Linked DNA regions of Rattus norvegicus: region 2 is linked to region 1. The links are chromatin contacts, called in public Hi-C maps. All regions are on one chromosome and are shown on one strand. The core of a region is the stretch at or near the end of the contact, and the rest is flanking DNA. Distances in the headings are between cores, read along the strand shown.

Evidence for each region. Hi-C and Micro-C count contacts between places; a contact is called where the count stands out from the background.
Region 2: a Hi-C map of the A7r5 cell line shows a contact between it and region 1, with 5 times the contacts expected there. The contact joins two enhancer-like sites. A contact is called at or near these places in 5 of 12 Hi-C or Micro-C datasets (the A7r5 cell line, the Rat2 cell line, Schwann cells and 2 more).

Annotation. Positions count from the first base shown.
Region 1 is chr18:28,108,146-28,113,038 of GRCr8, forward strand. The region is part of intron 3 of LOC120098187 (a long non-coding RNA gene); the gene reads left to right. Among named protein-coding and RNA genes, the nearest start is that of Nrg2, 38 kb to the left of the region's middle. Within about 2 kb of position 2,821, at least 2 of the 93 cell types and tissues checked have an H3K27ac peak or open chromatin away from gene starts, as enhancers often do. A contact at or near this core is called in the A7r5 cell line, where this site is marked.
Region 2 is chr18:28,278,069-28,282,903 of GRCr8, forward strand. All of the region lies in intron 2 of Cystm1 (cysteine-rich transmembrane module containing 1), which reads left to right. Among named protein-coding and RNA genes, the nearest start is that of Cystm1, 55 kb to the left of the region's middle. Within about 2 kb of position 1,838, at least 9 of the 93 cell types and tissues checked have an H3K27ac peak or open chromatin away from gene starts, as enhancers often do. A contact at or near this core is called in the A7r5 cell line, where this site is marked.

The DNA of each region.
Region 1 (4,893 bases), core at 1,571-4,070:
TCACTTAAGTCACCTTTCTTCCCTCTGTTCTCATGACCATTGGGCATACCCTATCTCTGACTCATTCTGTCAAATCTTTCTCTGATTCGTCACTTTGTTTACTCCTCAATTAGACATCATTTTCTTTTTTTTTTTTTTTTTTTGTTCTTTTTTTTCGGAGCTGGGGACCGAACCCAGGGCCTTGCGCTTCCTAGGCAAGCGCTCTACCACTGAGCTAAATCCCCAGCCCCTAGACATCATTTTCAAACATGGCTGCTTCCTTCTACAAACCAAAATTACTTTATTGTTTAGGATTAAAGGTGTGTGTTTGCATTCTATCCAGAGAGATTAAAGGTGTGTCATTTCAGCTAGATCATAGACCCAGAGGTCTTTGCTCTTGCCAGAGCAGCCATGTTGTTGTTTTGCTGTATTAAAATTCCTCTACATATCTTTACACGTCAAAGACCTGGATTAGAAAGGGGTCTTCCCACTCAAATAATTTAATTAAGAAAAAAATACCTTAGCCTATGTCAACCAGGAAGAGGCCCACACTGACCAACTCAGCTGCCATCTGTACCCGGATAAAGTGCTTTGAGATGATTCGCCCCAACATTTACTCCATCTATAAGCTGCTGAAGTCCATGGAGGACGCAGTCCTGAAGGACCAGATGTCATTACTGAATAGGGCCATTCCTAGGCCTACTGGCAAGCCCCACATGGAGCCACTGTGGCTGCAGTCCTGCTTGGAGAGCACAAGTACAAAGGTTGAGCTTAGCAAGCTTTAAGGGCAGCAGACATCATGGGTAGGGAAGTGTGTGGCAGCCTGGAGCTCATACAGAACCTGCCCTCAGATGCCCTGCCAGTCACAAGATCACCCTGACTCTCTCAGCCATAAGCCGTGCTCCAGTATTTATGGTATGTCAGAAACCAGAAACCTTGAACCGGACCAACAACTCATTGCAATGAATATTTTCATTTAAAGCTGTTTGGACAAAATACATACTGTGTGACAGACTACAGTTTCTTTTTTTTCTTTTTTTCTTTTTTTTTTGGTTCTTTTTTTTCGGAGCTGGGGACCAAACCCAGGGCCTTGCGCTTCCTAGGCAAGCGCTCTACCACTGAGCTAAATCCCCAGCCCCCAGACTACAGCTTCTAATGCCACTGTGATGGATGACTATGAGGTGGAGAGATGAGGAAGATGGAGGAATGGTGGAGAGGCAGAACTAGAGACCTGAGGGCAGTGATCTGTGTGGGAGAAGGCTGGGCTTGACTGGGGAACGTATTGCTGCCTGGTAGGGTTGGCAGGGCAGTGTGCAGCAGCTTGGAGCATTTGCTAACTCAGAGCCCAACATGGTGCCCAGCCACATGATGGAGCAATGATGGATGTCTGAGATAATGATGATTAATTTTCTGGATTGGACCGCTTTGAAAGCCCTCCATGGTCTGTGTTACCCCCTCCCCCAAGCTATGTTGGTACCTGTGGTCCATGCTGTGGCCTCAGGCCGTATTGAAGCATGAGGTTCATGTGGATATCTGTGGACTGGGCTGCAGCTGGAGGTCATGTCGATGTCCAAGGCTCATGGAGTCCTGGCTATCCTGGTCTTGAACTCAGATATCTGCTTGCCTCTGCCTCCCAAGTGCTGAGATTAAAGACATGCACCACTATACCCAGGAGTTAATGTATACTTTATATATAGTAAAATTCATCATTTTAAGTTGTAAAGTTCTATGACCTTTAAAAAAACATAACCAAGGTAGTTTTATCTCTAGCACCCTAAAGAGTAAGCTTGCACCTTTTCATTCAAGGTTGACCTCCACATTCAGTCCCTGACAAATACTGTTGGATTTCCCTCTCCCCTCCGCCCCTTTTCCAGAATGAAATATAAATGGAGTCCTTTAAGTCTGTTTTCTTTCACAAGGCAGCGTGCTTCTGTTGTTTATTTATAGATTATATAATCTTATTAGGTGGCCCAAGTTGGCCTTAAACTAGCAATCCTTCTCATAAATGTAAGGACTGTACTTACCACCATACTGAACAGCATAATGCTTTGAAGAGTCACTAATGCAATTGCATATCAGTTTCTTCTTTTTTTATTACTAAACAATATCCCACTGAATGCCACAACTCGTTTAACCAGCTGATGGGCATTTGGCAGGTATCCATTTGGTGAAAAATGACTCATCTCTTAACCAGTGTGGCTGCACCTCTTTGCTTTCCCACCAGCAATGTATGGGAGGGTCTGTTGTTCTGTTGTCTTTATTTTTTTAAATCTGGGTATTCTAATAGTTATGAAAATGTAGTACCATCACACTGTTATTTTAATTTACATTTTCCTGATGACAATTGGTGTCGAATATGATTGTGTGTCCTTTTCTGTTGTCCCTACTACATCTTTTATGGCTTATCTGATCAAATCTTTTGTCCATTTTCTCATTTAGTGGGCTGCTTGTTCTTGTGGTTGGCCTTATACATTCTTAGTATACTTTCCCACATTCTTGAAAATGTCTCTTCTCAGCGTGGGGCTCACTTTCTCATTTTCTCATTTTCTTACTTATATTTCAAAAAGACTGCATTTGGAAAACGCCTGTTTTTAATATTGTTTCTTCCCTATCTGGCCTTTCCCAGTACCACTGTTTCTTCCTCTTCAGGCGTGCAGAACCCCTCTCTCCTTGTGCAAAAATCCTCACTTGTATTTACTGTTACCGCCCGGTTCATTACTGTCTTTGCCTCCTTTGTTTCTCTGATGAATAGTTGAATGGATAGGTTCAAGGAGGTTCCATTACTACTTAGTCACTTTTTAGGTCCCTGAAAGTTTGCTCCCGCTCATACCACACTACCAAAACTAGCCTCTTGATGTCACCAAAAACCTCTTACATATCGATTCCAGTCACATTTCTAGATCATGAGTCTTCCCTCCTTCCTCCCGGCACTTACAATAGCTGATGTATTTTCTCCGAAAAATTGTCTCTCAACCACTCGCTTTGAACATTTCCCAAGAGCCGATCTGAAGTTGGATATTATTTCCTTCGGAATCAATTCAGTTGCCGCTTAATGCCGTATGAGCAGGAGCTTCTTTGCTGAATAAATCCGGGCTTGTTGTTCTGCGTTCAGACAAAAGCAATGAATATTTTAAAAAGTGGTTAACATACATGTCAACTTACAGGACCTGAAGGCACCATTTGTCTGCTCAGTGGTGCCATTGTGTTTTACATCCTCTATTCCCCATGACAGACACTTCAGTGCAATATGACCAAGATAGTCACAAATTGTGCATTTTTAGAGTCCAAATGAATGAAATTTCTCTCTAATTATAACATGTATTATATAGTCAGAAGGGAGAGAATTATAGCCTCACTGGCTCATAGGCTCTCTCTCTCTCTCTCTCTCTCTCTCTCTCTCTCTCTCTCTCTCTCTCTCTCTCTCTCTCTCTCTCTCTGAAACTGGGTCATGTTATGTAGCTCTGGCCCAATCCTTCTGCCTCGGCCTCCTGAATGCTAGATTACAGGTATGTGCTTCCATACCCAGCTACCCAGCTTGTTAGAGCTGGAAATTGTGATGCACACCTGTAATCTCAGCACTCAGGAGATGAATGCAGGAAGATCAGGAGTTCAAGGTCATCCTCAACTACATAGCAAGTTTGAGGCCAGCCTGAGTTACATTAGACAGTTTTAAAAACAAGCAAATAAGAACAACAAAAAAACCCTACTCCTTATAAGATAGAGAAACTGAAATATAGTAAAACAGATAAAAGCATCTCTTACCTCCAGCACGGATTAAAAGTGGCGGGCCGCACACACCTTTAATCCTAGCACGCAGGAAGTGGAGGCAGGAGGAGGTGCATCCATGTGCGTTCAAGGCCAGCCAAGGATACACGAGACTGACCCTATGTGGTTGTCTGAATAGAATAACCCCAATGGACTCGTGTGTTTGAATGTTTGGTCCCCACTTGTGTGATGTGGCCTTGTTAGAGGAAGTGTGTCACTGGCAGGAATGTGGTAGAGGGTTGAGGTTTCAAAAACCCACACTAGGTTCAGAGTCCTCTCTCTCTCTCTCTCTCTCTCTCTCTCTCTCTCTCTCTCTCTCTCTCTCTCTCATCTCCCTCCCCCCTTCCCTCTGCCATGTGACTGTGGACTAGATGACAAGCTCTCAGCTGCTACTCTGGCACCATTCCAGCATGCTTCCTGCCATGATGATCATGGACTAAACCCCCTGAAACTATAAGCAAGACCCCATTAAATGCCGTCTTTTATAAGTTGCCTTGGTCATGGTGTCTTTTCATAGCAATAGAAAATCAAGACACCCTGTCTCAAAAAACCAAAACATAATAGCTGCATGACTAGGAAGTCAATAACGTCTACAAACATGTTTCCTGTCTGTGACAGAGAATACAGCAGTACCTACCTTAGAAGGAAACATGGGGAAAAATCCCATATTCAGTAAATACTTGACATATTGTAGTGTTAGTCCTTTCCTTCCACCTCATCATATCTGTCATTATAATTGGTCCTAATAGCTTCTAGCAGCTTAGCCAGGGCACCCTTGTCTTCCTAGTTAACCTGTGTGAAGACAAGAGTGGTGCACGTCTTCCTGTGGACCAGGTGCCCAGCCTGGCTTTTCCCTTGATGATGCAATAGGGCACCCCCATCTTTCGACACAGGGCAGGCAGGACAACCACCAGCTCAATAGGGTCTACATCATGGGCAATTACCACCAGATGAGCTGCCTTGTTCTCTACCAAGGTGACTGTATTGACCCCTGCTTGGAAGACAGGCTGTCCCTTAGTTGGGATGTCCCCTTTGCCAGCAGCTTTCTTCTCAGAGTGGGCCAGCAGTCTTTGCTTCTTCTCTTGCTTTGTTTCTGGCCTGTACTTGTGGGCAAGCTTAAGCAACTGAGTCGCTGTTTGCCTGTTCAGA
Region 2 (4,835 bases), core at 588-3,087, 170 kb after region 1:
TGACAAGGCAAGTCACAGGATTTCATGATGGCCAGCTCCAAACAGAGGAAGGGAAAAGAGCTTTCCTGATCTGCTTTGAGGAAGAGAAATCCCAGTTTCTGTGCTACCTTGGGAAGAAGTTATGAGCTATGGGTAAAGCATGTTTATAAATATCACAGCCATCTCTTCCCCATTAATTTGAAATGAGATTTGCCATCAGCCAAATTCCCATATATAAATGAAATGGTAATTATCCACTCTGCCGGCTCCTTTCATTCTTGAACTGGAAACAGAGCCCAGTCAAGCCCCCTCGACCGTATTACTGTGACCAGAGATCTGCTGTAGACCAGTCTGCTTGTTTTGAGGTCTTTTCCCTTTCTCTTTCCTTTGAGATAGGGTCTGTAGCCTGAGTGACTGTATTGTGACTTGCTCTGTAGAATAAGCTGGCTACAAAGTCACAGAGATCTGCTTGTGGGATTTAATGCTGGGTTTAAAAGTATGCACCAAAAAAGGGAGGGGGTGTGTGTGCACCACCATGCCCAACAATTTAAAAAAAAAAAACCCAAGATTTATTTAACTGTTTTTCCTGCATGTCTGTATATGCAACTGTGTGCATGCCCGGTACCCTCGGCAGTCAGAAGAGAGCTTCAGGCCTCCTGGACCTAGAGTTTTGGGTGGCTGTGAACCAAACCGAGTCCTCTGCAAGAGCACGGGCTCTTAGCTACTGCACCGTCTCCCGACCCAGCCTCTCAGGGATTTTTGTTTGTTTGTTTTGAGGGTTTTCCCCCCTTGTTTATATGTGTTAGAGTTTCATGTAGCCCCAACTATCCTTGGACTGGTTATGGAACCAAGGAGAACCATGGACTCCTGACATCCCTGTCTCTACCCCCAAATGCTGGCATTACAGGCACCTGTCTACCATTTTATCCTGTTAACACCATATTACAGAGTAAACGCTTTTAATTTTGATAAAGTCCAGGTTGCCAATTTTTCTTTTATAGATATTGCTAAATTAACCTCAAGTACTGAGGATTTTTAAATTTCTTCCTAAAAACGTTCCTATTCTATTTAGAATCATGATCCATTTTTAGATTAATTTTTAAAATAAAGTGTTTCAGTTCTGGGGTGGGGCCAGGTGTGATGTGCATGCCCTCTGAGTTCCAGGACAGCCAAGGGTATTCTCAAAAAAAAAAAAATGAAATAAAATATACTCAGGATTGTATTATTTTCTACATTCCAGTTTTTTCAACTTTTTCATTCTTTATGGAAAACTCCCCTTGTTTCAGGGCTTGCTCTGCACATTTGTGAGCAAGCCAGCCATGTTTGTGCCAGCCCTTTTGTTATTTCTGTTCTATCCCTAGACCTAAGGAGACATAGAAACTAATCACAAGTACTGTTAACTGCTGACCTGACCACTCTACTTTATAGGGAATCTTGTTTTAATTATCACGTCCTTTTGTCTTTCCATAATCTATCTATGCTGTGTCTTAGGATTTTTATTGGCGTTGCATTCAGTCGCGATCATTGTGGGGCCTGGTCTTATTTTCCCACTTATTTGAGACAGGGTCTTACTGTGTAGCCCTGGCTGGGGCTCCAGCCTGACAGGTATTGAAGTAGGGTCCTTGATTGCTCTCTGTGTTCTTGCTCTTCACTGCTGTGACAGAGCTTAAGCCCCCAGCACGATGAGGTGTCTGCTGAGTTGAGGCAGCACGTGAGGTTCCTGAAGACTTCCCTGCCTCCAGGTCCTCACACTTGTCAGGACACAGACCTGCTGCATAAGAGGATAAGCCTACATCACAGAGGCAGTCTCAGACTTCTGTGAGTTTAAGGCCAGTTTGGTTTACATAGTGAGTCGTAGCCCAGTTAGGGCTACGTAGAGAAACCCTGTTCCAAAAAGCAAAATTCCTGCGTTAGGATATGTATGTGATGTGAGACAGTGACCTCTGTTGTCTGCTGTGATGTTCCTCATGCTGGGTTTGGAGTACCAGAGAAACTGTCTTCCCAAGTACACTTTGGAGCCGTCCATAATTGACTCCTTCACCTCTGATCCTCACAGCACATCTTCCCAGTTCCCACTCCCATTTCCTCTGATCTGCTCTGAGTGCCAGCTGTAACCCAGAAGGTACTGAGTGACTGCTGTGCCCCAGTGCCCCTCCCATCAAGTCTTCTGGCTGACCTCAGGATCAGAGGAATCTGGTCTTCGGTCTCACTAAATGTGCAGCATTATTTGCTTAGGCTCTCTTCCCTCGGGGCATATCAGAGTGCTCCCCAAGGTCCGCAGCAGGAAATGGCCGTTTGGGATTTTCTTTGTGGCTTGTTTCCTTCTTTCTGCAGCATGGGAAATTCAGAAACACAAAAGCAAAATGAATTCTTTGTTTTACTTGTCAAACTGTAGGCCTTTCATTTTATAAGCATATCTGGATAGAGCCCCAGGCAGTTTGTGCACTGGGTGTGGCGTAGGGTGAGGCCATATCAATGATGTTTGCTGCCATTTGCAAAGCCAAGATCTGCATGCAAACCAACCAGCCCTGTGCTACACTGGAGGGCCCTCCACTCGCCAATAGCTCTGTCGGGACAAACAGTGCAATGTTTTAAGATCCGAATGCTGCCTGGGAAACTCGGGGAGGAAACTTTATATGGCTTCATATTGAGAGCCTTCACTTTTGACCTGTCTTAATACTGCAACAGTTTCCATGACTTCATCTTCTTAGTTGTAATAGAGCAGCAGAGGCTTTTCAGAGAGGCCCCATAATTGATCTGCGGGCCCCTCCTATAGAAGAGTAGGTTCAGGACCTCAACTCAGTCCTGGCAATCACCCCAAACTCCTAGCAAAGGGTCCTCCATTAACTTCTCTATTTAAATACCTGCTTTCCCTGTAATATCATCTTTACTGGAGAATAAATAGTGAACCCCTAGCATCTTGCATCCCTGGGGCTGGCTTGGCTCATTCAGACTACTCACATTGGATTGGCCTTTACAAATAATAGGCTCAGTCAGCTCAGTGCAATGTAAGGACTGTAGTTCATTCCCAACACCCAAAAAGCTGGGTGTGGTGGGATACACTTGTCTGTAATCCAGTCCCAGCACTGGGGACCAAATTGTTAAGCTTCAGGTGCAGTGAGAGACCATGATTTTAAGAAACGAGGTGAAGTGAGGCTGAGGAGAGTGTAGTGCTCGCATGCAGGCATGAAGTTTAGCTCTCCAGCACCCATGTAAAGGACAGACATCGGCGAACGCCTGGAACACCAGCAAGGAGTAGGACAGATACTGGAGAGTCCTGGAGGCCTGACAGCCAGTTATTGATCTTTACGTTCAATGAAAACTTACCTTCCAAAAAACAAGATAGAGGGGCCAGTGAGAAGGCTCAGCAGGTAAAGGGGCTTGCTGCCAAGCGTGATGGCTTGAGTTCGATTCCTGGAATCCGTACAGTGGAAGAAAATAACCAACTCCTGCAAATTGTCCTCTGACCTCCATGTGCACACAGTCGCGCTAGATGAGGGACAGATAACAGCAGGCCTCCACAGGCTCACAGTTAGGGGGACTCTTGGGGGACAGTGCTTTAGAGGCTCTTTACCCTTTACTCCAGAATGACCTTTAAAGACGTGTGTTCACATCATTACATGTGGAGACCAGAAGCCAATATTGGTGGCTGCTGCTTCCTCCTCCTCCCCTCTCCTCTTTGCTTTCTTTCTTTCTTTTCTTTTGGAGACAAAGTTCCTCGTGAACCTAGAGCTCACCCATTGTTTAGTTAGACCGGCTGGCCAGTGAGCTGTAGGGATTGCCCTGTCTCTCCTTCCCCGTGTAGGATTTCAGGCACATACACCACACTTGGCAGGGATGCTGGGCATGGAACTCAGGGCCCCACCACAATTGTGTGACAGTTTACCACCTGAGCCATCTCCTTGTTTTCTTCAGAACTTTTATCTGTGTAATAGTTGTAGACACCACACCCAGGAAAATGTTGCCTTGCCCTGTGTCTATGTGAGGTTCTTCCTTTCATCCAGCAACTAAACGTCTGACTATTTCACCCTCCCCCGTCCCTGCAGGGTCTCATCAGCCTGGCCTGCCACACAGATCATCTTTTGTCATCTGTGTCCCCTCCCGCAACACACCCACACCCCCTTCACCTTGTGCCCAGCCTGCTTTCTCACCCTCTAATAACATGAAACTGCACTGATTAGAAATACACATTAATACAGGTTGGTGGGAGCCCCTTCTCACAGACCCAGAATAAGAACACCTGTACTTGCATGACTTCTCCTATAGGATGTTCCTATTAGTTCCTGCGTGTCCTACCAGGTCCCACCAAACACGTTACCTCCTCATTTTGTTCATAATACACTTTGTGTTACTTTCTGGTGTGTAAGGTCAGACTGTGTATTGGTGGTGGTGGGCCAGTGGCAATCTAGACTGGAACGGGAACACAGGTGCATAACCATCATTCTCAGCGCCAAGCAACAAGGAGTCGAGGAGCAGCTGAGGAAAGGCTAAACAAGCTCTCTTGAGGGGCGCACTCAGCAGGCACGTAGGAAATGTACTCTTTCACAGTTGACTACTGGAGCAGGTCCTTATCAGGGATGGGCTCTGACTCTAGAACATTCTCAAGCAGGGCAGGAGCTAGACCTTGACCAACATGCTGACCTTTGTCAGCACCGAAGGGAAAACAGAGGCACAGGAAGCAGATCAGTTTCTCCCTTTCACAACAGCCATATCTCTTGGCACCTGTACTGTAGCCAGACTGCTTGTCTTTGAGGTGAGCCATCCTGATGTGCACAGGTAAGGATCTGCCTTTAACTACATAGTCTCAACAGACTTTTTGACACTCAGAATCTTTAATATGGCCAAGGCGATCTCGG